2 separate regions of the Mus musculus genome follow, and region 2 is linked to region 1. Evidence: chromatin contacts called from public HiChIP or PLAC-seq data. All regions are on one chromosome and are shown on one strand. Each heading gives the region's core, a stretch centred on a gene start, on an enhancer-like site or on the middle of the called end of the contact. The rest is flanking DNA. Distances are from core to core; before and after follow the strand shown.

Region 1 (4,614 bases), core at 1,206-3,705:
GCCTAACCACCTGCGCTTGATCCCCAAGCGTGCTAAGATGCCAGGAAAACCAACTCCAACTAGCTGTCCTCTGACCTACGTAGACAAGGTAAAAACAATTCTAGGGTGTCTACTCACATAATACTCTGCCTCAATTAACAAAATACAACTAAGTTATTGCCATTCCCACCATAGAAGCCACCTTCAACACTGTATTGGATCTAAACTATTCCTTCTAAGTCTTTCAAGCTCGAGTTAAAAGAAAATCTCATTCTGTTCCTTTAAGCTTGTAAACTAAGTGCCAAAATACAGCAGACAGAACACACCAAAACATCCTTTCAAAGAGCATCAAAAAAAGCCTAGCAGGAATATCCAGTAACCAAGAGTTCCGTGACCTTCAAAATGTACAAGCTCATCATTACTACAGAGCATCATTTAAGCCTGTCAAGAGAGCCCCGAGCCCGTGAGGTATGGCCCTCCTACCCCATGCTTACCTTCCTCCGCTGTGTCCGGGGCCAGTGGAGCAGCCTCATCTTCAAAGCCTCCCGTGCCTGCCCCTGTGGGCGGAGCCTGGCTGTGCTGCTGGCTCAGCTTGTTTCGGAGAAGAGCAATCTCTTTTTTAAGCAGCTTTGCCCGTTTACTCCGTGAGCCGCTGGACTTCATGGAGCAGGTCAGGTCCAACTTGTCCAGAAGTTCTCTCAGCTGCTCCTCCAAGCTCATGTGGGCCCTGTTGGCTGGGTCCAGCAACCTGTCCACTGAACCAAAAACACGTATCATTAGCCACAGGATTCGGATTCATGGCCGCCTCTGATAACAACACATCTGTCTTAACTATGTGCCTGGGCCTGCCCACGGCCAAAGCGCAGGCTTCAAATTCATTTAATCTTTGTTTGTTTATTTAGCTTCTTGGGTTTGTTTTGTTTTATTTGTTTGTTTTTGAGACAGTGTTTCTCTGGGTAACCCAGGCTGTCCTGCAACTCATTCTGTAACAGGCTGACCTTGAACTCAGAGATCTGCCTGCCCCTGCCTCCCAAGTGTTCCAATTTCACCATTTGGTGCCATACATACTCCTCTCTACCCTGATTCTGAACCTATGACAAGGCTGTTGTCACAAAGAGGGAAAAAAAGAGACAAGACACTCCTTCAGTCAGTAGTACACAAAGGACTAGTGTGGCCGTAGCAGAGGAGATGTGGGTAACACACATGGCTTTTCCTGGACTAAGACCCAACTCAGTCCTGCTCTGTAAAAAGTGAGAGGCACAAAGACCACCAGACATGTCTGAGTGCACCAACATAGACGCAAGATGGACTACTGACAGACGCTGCGTGTGTGTAAATATGTTCACATGGACTGTTTATACATTGTGAACATCATCCTAGCTCAAGTTCTTGCACATACATCATGACCAAAAGGAAACTAGGCTGCAGAGTCCGCAGGTCTCCCCAGACTCTAGGAACATTGACTGCAGGACTTAAATTAGTGAAATAGCCAAAAAATTATTTAATCTATGCGAAGATAAAACCAAAGGAACAGCAGGGCCAACAGAGACACCTACCATAAATGAGCCCTGCCCAGACCTGGTAGCTGGCCTAGGAGACTCATTAGCGCCCTGTCTAAACAGCACTAACTTAGCAGTGGGACACGACAAACACTGTCCAACTGGCTTACAGTCACCGCAACAAAAACCACCACTCAACTTCTCAAGCCTCCTTTCTTCTGTTTTGTGCTTGCTGAGTCCAGGCTGGCCTCAAACTTGTAATCCTCCCTCCTCAACCTGAGTGCTAGACCTGCAGGCTCTGCTGGTTGGCTTCTCTTTCAACAGGGCCAGTATTGCGGTTTGTATATGCTCTGCTTAGGGAGCGGCAATGCTAGGAGGTGTAGCCCTGTTGGAGTAGGTGTGGCCTCATGGGTGGGCTCCTAGCTGCCTGGGAGTCAGTACTCTGCTAGCAGCCTTCAGAAGACGTAGAACTCTTAGCTCCTCCTGTACCATGCCTGTCTGGATGCTGCCATGTTTCCACCTTGATAATGGACTGAACTTCGGAACCTGTAAGCCAGCCCCAATTAAATGTTGTCCTTAGAAGACTTGCCTTGGTCATGGTGTCTGCTCACAGCAGAAAAACTCTAAGACAGGTGGCACCAGGGACTGAGATATTGCGGTAATAGGCCTGACCGTGTTTTTGCTTATAAGAATGTAGGTTGGGGAACTTGGGATTTGGAAGGCCACAGAATGTTTCAAGTGGGGCTTCATGGTCTATCCTAGCTGGACTATGGAACACTTTGTTGCTGTGAGTAATCGGAACTGTGTAGACCCAGCACAAGAGGTTTCAGTGAGGAATTTCAGTTATGTGGTCTAGAGCCTTGTTTTTGTAGTTTGGTGAAGAAGTAGCTATTTTTGCCCTTGGCTGAAGAGTCTGCCTGAGGCTAAGGAGGCTCAGGTTAATTACAATGACAAAGGAAGCCTTAGAAAGGCCCATCGTAGACTTTGTTCTCAGGAAGAGCATGTGAATAAGCATTGCAAGGTTAGAAAGGAATACTGGAAGTGAATGGAGCTGAATGTGTTCAAGGACATTAGTTTGAATTAAGGGACTAGTGACCTTGGGGCAAGATCCCACCCAGTTAAGTTTTGGTCTATACTGGGCAGAACAAGCTTTTTAATTCCTGGAGGCAAAGGCAGGCAGATCTCTACTTTCAAGGACAGATCAAGTTGTAGGTGAAGAAAAGCTTAATTCCGGGCGTGCTGGTACACACCTCTAATCCCAGGAGTCAGGCTTGCATATCTCAGAGTTCTGAGCAAGATCCCCACGTGACAAACTTAGGCCTTGAAGGAGCGCGAAAGCTGGAAGCTAGTGATGACGCAATAGAACTAGGGGCCATGTTCCAGCTCCAGCAAGCAGCTTCGGCCATGTGTCTCTGGCTTTATAATCACGAGGAGAAAGACTCCTGGGACAGCTGATGCTGGTTAGCGGGAGCTAAGGCATTAGCAGTGATTAAGAGACCGGCAGGGCTGGAGAGATGGCTCTGTGGTTAAGAGCACTGACTGCTCTTCCAGAGGTCCTGAGTTCAATTCCCAGCAACCACATGGTGGCTCACGACCATCTGTAACAGGGGCCCAATACCCTCTTTCTGGTGTGTCTGAAGAGAACTGTGTACTCATATAATAAATAAATCATGACGACAACCAGCATCACTGGAAGTGTTTTCTGAGCACCAAGAAGCTGTGTTCCAGAGACAGCCAAGGTTGCACCTCATGCTGCAGCTATGCTGGGTGACTGCAATGGTCCCCCAGGTGGCACTGGCCTTGAGGCATGAAGGGGCCATGAAGAGCAGCTGAGGCGGAAGATCACTGATCAAAGTGCAGCCTCGGTTGCAGATGATGGCCCAGGACTGAAGGGGCCATGCAAAGGAGTTGAGGCTTGGCACCATGAAGAGAGCCTAGAGAGGCTCTAGTTGCAGCGGAAGCCCCCAGTGTATTGGAGATGATGGCCACCAAGAGCAGCAGCGGCAGTGGAGGGATCAACCTGAGCTTAGAGCTACCGAGGGCAGAGCTGGGGAAGTGACGTCACCTTGGAGAGGAGGCCCAGACATTAAAACAAGAAGCTGCCTTGGAGATACCAGAGTGGTAGTTGGACTATCTGCTAAGGAAAGCTGCTATGCTACCAGGGAGTAGAACCAGCCCAGGAGAAAGAAGTTTGTTGCAGTCAACAAAGATGAAAAAGGAATAGAAGATCTGAAGACATCAGACATGGAGATGCAGAGCCCAGCTGGCTTCCTGTCTTGCTTTGGGGATTACAGTTAAGTTATTGGACGATTATTGTTGAGACTGCCATAGACTATGGGGGCTTTTGAAGTCGGACTAAATGTATTTTGCATTATGCTATGTGTAGGTATGGCTCCCATAGGCTTATGTTTGGACAAGCCTATGAGGGCCAGGGGGTGGAATGTAATGGTTGTATATTATATGTTCAGCTCAGGGAGTGGCACTTTTGGGAGGTATGGCCTTGTGGGTGTGGGCTCCTAGCTGCTTGGGAGCCAATATTCTGCTAGCAGCCTTCAGATGAAGATGTAGAACTCTCAGCTCCTCCTGCACCATGCCTGTCTGGATGCTGCCATGTTTTCACCTTGATGATAATGGACTGAACTTCAGAACCTGTAAGCCAGCCCCAACTAAATGTTGTCCTTGTAAGACTTGCCTTGGTCATGATGTCTGCTCACAACAGAAAAACCCTAACTAAGACAAGTATCTTCCTTACTGCAGGCTCAAGACAGCGGCAGAGTACCCAGAGCTCACCCTGCCACAGGTCATGCTTTCTACTGCAATCACTGAGTAAGAAATAAATTTGTACTTTTCATTATTACTTTCCTTTTTGGCAAAAAGTCTGGCACAGAAATTTATTTAGCAATGACAAAGCCAGTTTCCTGGAATCTCAACTGTGAGGCCTCTGAGCCCTGCCCATCTACAGAGCACGAGAATCAGAAGCTGTGGGGTCAAAGACTCCCAGATGTCACTGGGCTCCTCTGCTTCTCAGGGCAGCCGATACCACCCAAAGCACAGTCACGGCCACAACAGATGAGGCTGGAGCCCACCCTTGCCTCCCACACAATCTGGAGAAAAGAACATGGATGCAGGTGAAGAT
Region 2 (4,614 bases), core at 1,085-3,584, 43 kb after region 1:
GTTAAACTAACCATGATTTCTGAGTTCGAGGGCAGCCTGGTCTACAGGATAGCCAGAGCTATACAGAGAAACCCTGTCTCGAAAAAATGTAAAACAAAACAAAACAGTACCTGTGTAACACCCAAAAGCTACTTTAGCTACTTTGATATACTCAGACTGCTTAGTGACCACCGGTGTAGCTCCAAGATCCCAGGGCTCAGGACTGGCCATTCTGGGTTTTTGTTTTGTTTTTGTTTTTGTTTTTTGAGACAGGGTTTCTCTGTGTAGCCCTGGCTGTCCTGGAACTCATTCTGTAGACCAGGCTGGTCTTGAACTCAGAAATCCGCCTGCCTCTGCCTCCCGAGTGCTGGGATTAAAGGCGTGCGCCACCACGCCTGGCTAAGGACTGGTCATTCTGGAGCAGACTGTGAAGACCTTTGTGCCTTCTGCCTGGTTACCTTTGGGGGGAGGGGCTCCTTCGTACCTAGAAACAAGGGACTAGATTTCTGCCCTGGATCATATAGTAGGCAAACCCTTGTCCTGAGGTTTCCTGTCTTCTTGGAAATCGGGTATGAGTACAGATGGACTGCCTGATCTCCCCGTTCTCAGGGACAGTCCCTCTGGAAGGGCTGATGCTCTGCCTGTAGCATCCACCTCTCCATTGCTAGACCTACTGCCTCATTCTAACATAGCAAATAAGAGCCAGGTAGAATTTCAAGTGTTACCATCTTTTGTCTAAGGTGGCGGTTGCCTTTTACACGGTCTCTGTGGACACGCAGTTTCCTAACCCTCCAAAACCCCTCGACATCTTGACACTATTCAAGTTCCAGAAGGGTAAGCCTGCTCCGTGCGCTCCAGGCAAGCACCCTCATTGTCTTCTACTTCCCGTTTTCCTTCTTCCCCTGCACAGCCTGTGCAGGGCTAGGAGCACAGAGGGGCCATCTCCAGGTGAAGAGTTTGTGCAGGTGCTTCTGTATAAACAAATGGAAGCTCGTCAAGACTTTCCGGCTGGGCTGAGACATCCTAAGCTAAAGCTCAAACTCTCTCCTAGCTACTTTACTTGTTCTAGGCGCTACCCCTTAGCTCTATAGCTCAAGAACCCATGTCTCAACAGTTCTCCTGGGGCTTCGGAAATCCTTCATGAAGGCAGATGTTCTCTTTCCTCTGGGGTGTAGGGTACGAGGGGCATAACAAGGAGAGGAAGGTTACTGGGAAAAAACTTCTGTACCCTACGGGAACCTGCTAGCTGAGGACCTCCACCCAGGTCTTTCTGCTGTTCCCCATTGAGTCTCATATGGAGCCACCACCTCCACCACAAACATCAGCTTCCCTGAATGGAAGGCGAAGAAGACAGAAGCCAGGCTCAGGGTTCCACACCAATGATGACTTCCACCAGCAGTGCACTGGCAGCCCAACCACCTTCCCTTGAACTTAAAGACACAGAATCCCAAACCATGTCCATTGACCAGTGATGGTGAATCAGGGTAAGCAAGGTGTGACATCAGCACTCGACGCCTCCCCCGACCGCACCACCACCACCTCAATCACAGAAGGAAACTCCTAAACACGCAGAACAGGAGATGGGCGTAGGACAGAACTCCCGCATAAGAGAACAAGCTGTGGTCTAAAGTGTCATCAGAGAAGGACCTCTGGGATAAATTCCACCTGCAGAAATTACATGGTCCGCACAGGCATCTGAACTGGGGCGTTCAATGTTCAGCTCCTTATTTCTTTTACCCAAACATGGCCCCAGGCCCTGAGCAGCTAGCACCTGCTGTGTCTAGCCTCCACCCAAGGGCTACTGAAAGTGGTTGCGCGCAACGCCCCCGGAGAAGGCGCCCGCCTTGACCACAAGCCCGGAAGCTCCGCGGCCAGCCGTTGAGAGCGCAGGACCACCCTAACGGCCAAGCCCTAAGAAGAAACCACTGAGAACGCGCGCTTCTCAAACGCGCAGCAATTCCAACCAACCGCCGTGGCGACTGCGCCTGCGTAGTCTTCGGACCGAACGCCCGACAGGGCAGGTGCGCCAGACCGCGCTTGCGTAGTTTGACGGAGGAGGCCAGCGACCAGACCTCGTGTGTGTGAGACTGCGCCGGAGTAACCTGACCTCCGGAGATGGGGCGAGGGGAAACTGCGCCTGCGTAGTCTTCGTAGCTCCGCCCCGTTTGCCTAGCCGGGGCCCATCCAGCCGTACTCTAGGCATCCCCCCCCAAGGCGGGGCAGGTGCGCACGGACTGCGCTTGCGCACGACAGCCCCGCCCCGGGCCCCGCCCCCGACCCGCGCGGGGCCCTGGGAGGGGCGCAGCGTCCGGCGGCGTCGCGGGCGGCGGGGCTGGGGCGGCGGGAGGGGCGGCGGGGGCAGACAAAGCGGCTAATGAATGGGCGCGCCCGTCGCGCTGTTCGCAGCCCGCGGGCCCGCGCAGCGCAGCGCGGAGCCGGCGCCTCAGGTGAGTGCGCGCGGGACGCTCCAGTGGCGTCTTCGACGGCCGGCGCCGCGCAGGGGTTGGGGAACCGCGCCATTGTCCGTGCGCGGCGGGCCGGGTGGAGGCTGTGTCCCGAGACTGCGCCCGGCCCGGCCCAGCCCGGCCCGGCCTCTGACAGCTGCGCCTCGCGCCGCGGGCGGGCCCAGGCCGCGGAGGGGAGCGACCGCGGGACGCCCCGTGGGACCTTTCGTCAGGTGCCGGGCTCCCGCCACGTCGTGGCGTCCCCCAAGCCGGTGCCGGTGGGCGCGCGTGTCCAGGAAGGGGCGCAGGCAGGCGGCACGGCGGTGACACGGGTCGGTGTCACGCTTCTTGGTGCCTGCCTAGCTTGAAGCGTGTGCGTCTGGGTCTGACCGCGGAGGCTTAACGAAACTTAACTCAACGCTTTGGCTCCGTAGCGTCTTCACGGTCGCAGTACCTGCCGTCATTTTTTGTTCCTTTTGTCCTTTTTGGTGCGACCCACTCGCTTCTGCCCGGGATGGCTGCGGGTCCTCGCTCTCCGTCTGGAGGTTCTCACGAGGCTCCAGCGCGTCTTTTCAAGTCCCTGCAGCGCCGAGCCTCAGGAGGAGCGGCTGTCGCGGTTCTGGCGTTTGTAAAAAGGGAAGTCATTTGTTTTTGAAGTTAATTAGGATAAGATTAAGTGTAGTTTTTAAAAGGACACTTGTGCCTTCTGGCTTCGTAAAGCCAGTCAGCCAAGGCAAGTACATTCTTGTGACTTGGTAGGAAGAAAGAAATTTTCCCCTTTATATCGTGGTGATAAAAATTAATAAGACCAGGGAAATTTTAGTTTTGAGTTTTTTTTTTTTTTTTTTTTTTTTTAGTACTCTGAATAAACGTAGTTGCAAGGCACGAATTAATTCCATGCTAAGCAGAATTGAGAAGCTACAAGTTTGGCTCTACACCCTGAGGGAGTGGCTTGTGCATGAAGACATTGGTGCATGCTTTCTGTAATCTATATAAACTTTTTTCTATATAAATTTTTATATAGACTTTTTGTGTGGCTTTTATTTTCATGAGAAGATCTAGTTAAAAATTTTTTTGAATCTTTAGGAAGTTTCAAAGTCTCAGTGTGCTGATAGGTTTTCATCAATTTACACAAACCTAGACATATTTTGGAAGAGGGAACTTTTTTTAATCTCTTATTTTTAATGTTCATTGGTGTTTCACCTACAAGTATGTCTCTGAGGGAATGTTGAATCCCCTATAACTAGAGTTACAGTTTCGGTTGTAAGCTGCCTGTGACTGAATGGAATTGAACCCAGGCCCTCTGGAACTGTTCTTAATCATCTCAAGAGGAGCCATCTCTCTAGCCCCAGAAGAGGGACTCCGTTTTTCTTCTTCAAAATAATTTTTGAAAATTATTTACTAATTGGGTGTGCTTTGGTGTTCTGCTTGCATGTCTGTCTGTGTGAGGATGTCAGATCCTCCTGGAACTGAAATTATAGATAGCTGTGAGCTGCTATGTGGGTGCTGGGAGTTGAACCCAAGTACTTTGAAAGAGCGCCAGTGCTCTTAACTGTGGGGCCATCTCTGTAGCCCCAGAAGAGGGATTTTTTTTTTCTAAATAATATATTTTATGTGTGTTGGTATTTTGCCTGCATTTGTGTCTGTGTGGGGATATCAGAGATTGAAGTTACAGACAATTGTAAGCTGTCATGTGGGTGCTGGGAATTGAACCCCTGTCTTCTGTAAGAGCAGTCAGTGCTCTGAACCTCTGAGCCATTTCTCCAGCTCCTGTGAAGAGGAAATCTTTTGTTTCTTTGTTTGTTTTTGAGACAGGGTTTCTCTGTATGTAGTTCTTTGTGTCCTGGAACTCACTATGTAGACAAGGCTGGCCTCGAACTCAGAAATCCGCCTGCCTCTGCCTCCCGAGTGCTGGGATTAAAGGCGTGCGCCACCACGCCCGGCTCTGTTATTTATTTTTTATTTTGTTTATTTTTTATTAATGATCAATGTAGGCAAGTCCAGCCAAGGGGCTATTATGCCACCCCTAGGCAGTTGATCCTTAATGATATAAAAAAAGCAAGCCAGTAAGCAGTGTTCCTCCATGACTTGTGCTTCAGTTCTTGCCTCCAAGTTCTTGCCCTGCCCTTCCTCGATGGTAGACTCTTACCTGGAAGTGTTAAGATGAAATAAACCCTTTCTTCCCTAAGTT

Evidence for each region. HiChIP or PLAC-seq counts read pairs in DNA pulled down with a chosen protein or histone mark.
Region 2: an H3K27ac HiChIP or PLAC-seq map of embryonic stem cells shows a contact between it and region 1, with 18 read pairs. The contact joins the promoter of Zbed4 here to the enhancer-like site in region 1. A contact is called at or near these places in 2 of 39 promoter capture datasets (macrophages and pre-B cells), 7 of 484 Hi-C or Micro-C datasets (the HPC-7 cell line, embryonic stem cells, large pre-B cells and 1 more), 4 of 115 datasets of contacts at active chromatin or transcription factors (all in embryonic stem cells) and 3 of 9 other capture datasets (adipose tissue, liver and pancreatic islet).

The regions. Positions count from the first base shown.
Region 1 is chr15:88,706,561-88,711,174 of GRCm38.p6, forward strand. Brd1 (bromodomain containing 1) reads right to left here. Exons shown (of 13, transcript NM_001033274.3): 7 at 474-734. Among named protein-coding and RNA genes, the nearest start is that of Gm41377, 25 kb to the right of the region's middle. Within about 2 kb of position 2,456, at least 40 of the 459 cell types and tissues checked have an H3K27ac peak or open chromatin away from gene starts, as enhancers often do. A contact at or near this core is called in embryonic stem cells, where this site is marked.
Region 2 is chr15:88,749,377-88,753,990 of GRCm38.p6, forward strand. Zbed4 (zinc finger, BED type containing 4) reads left to right here and starts at 2,335. Exons shown (of 3, transcript NM_181412.3): 1 at 2,335-2,426.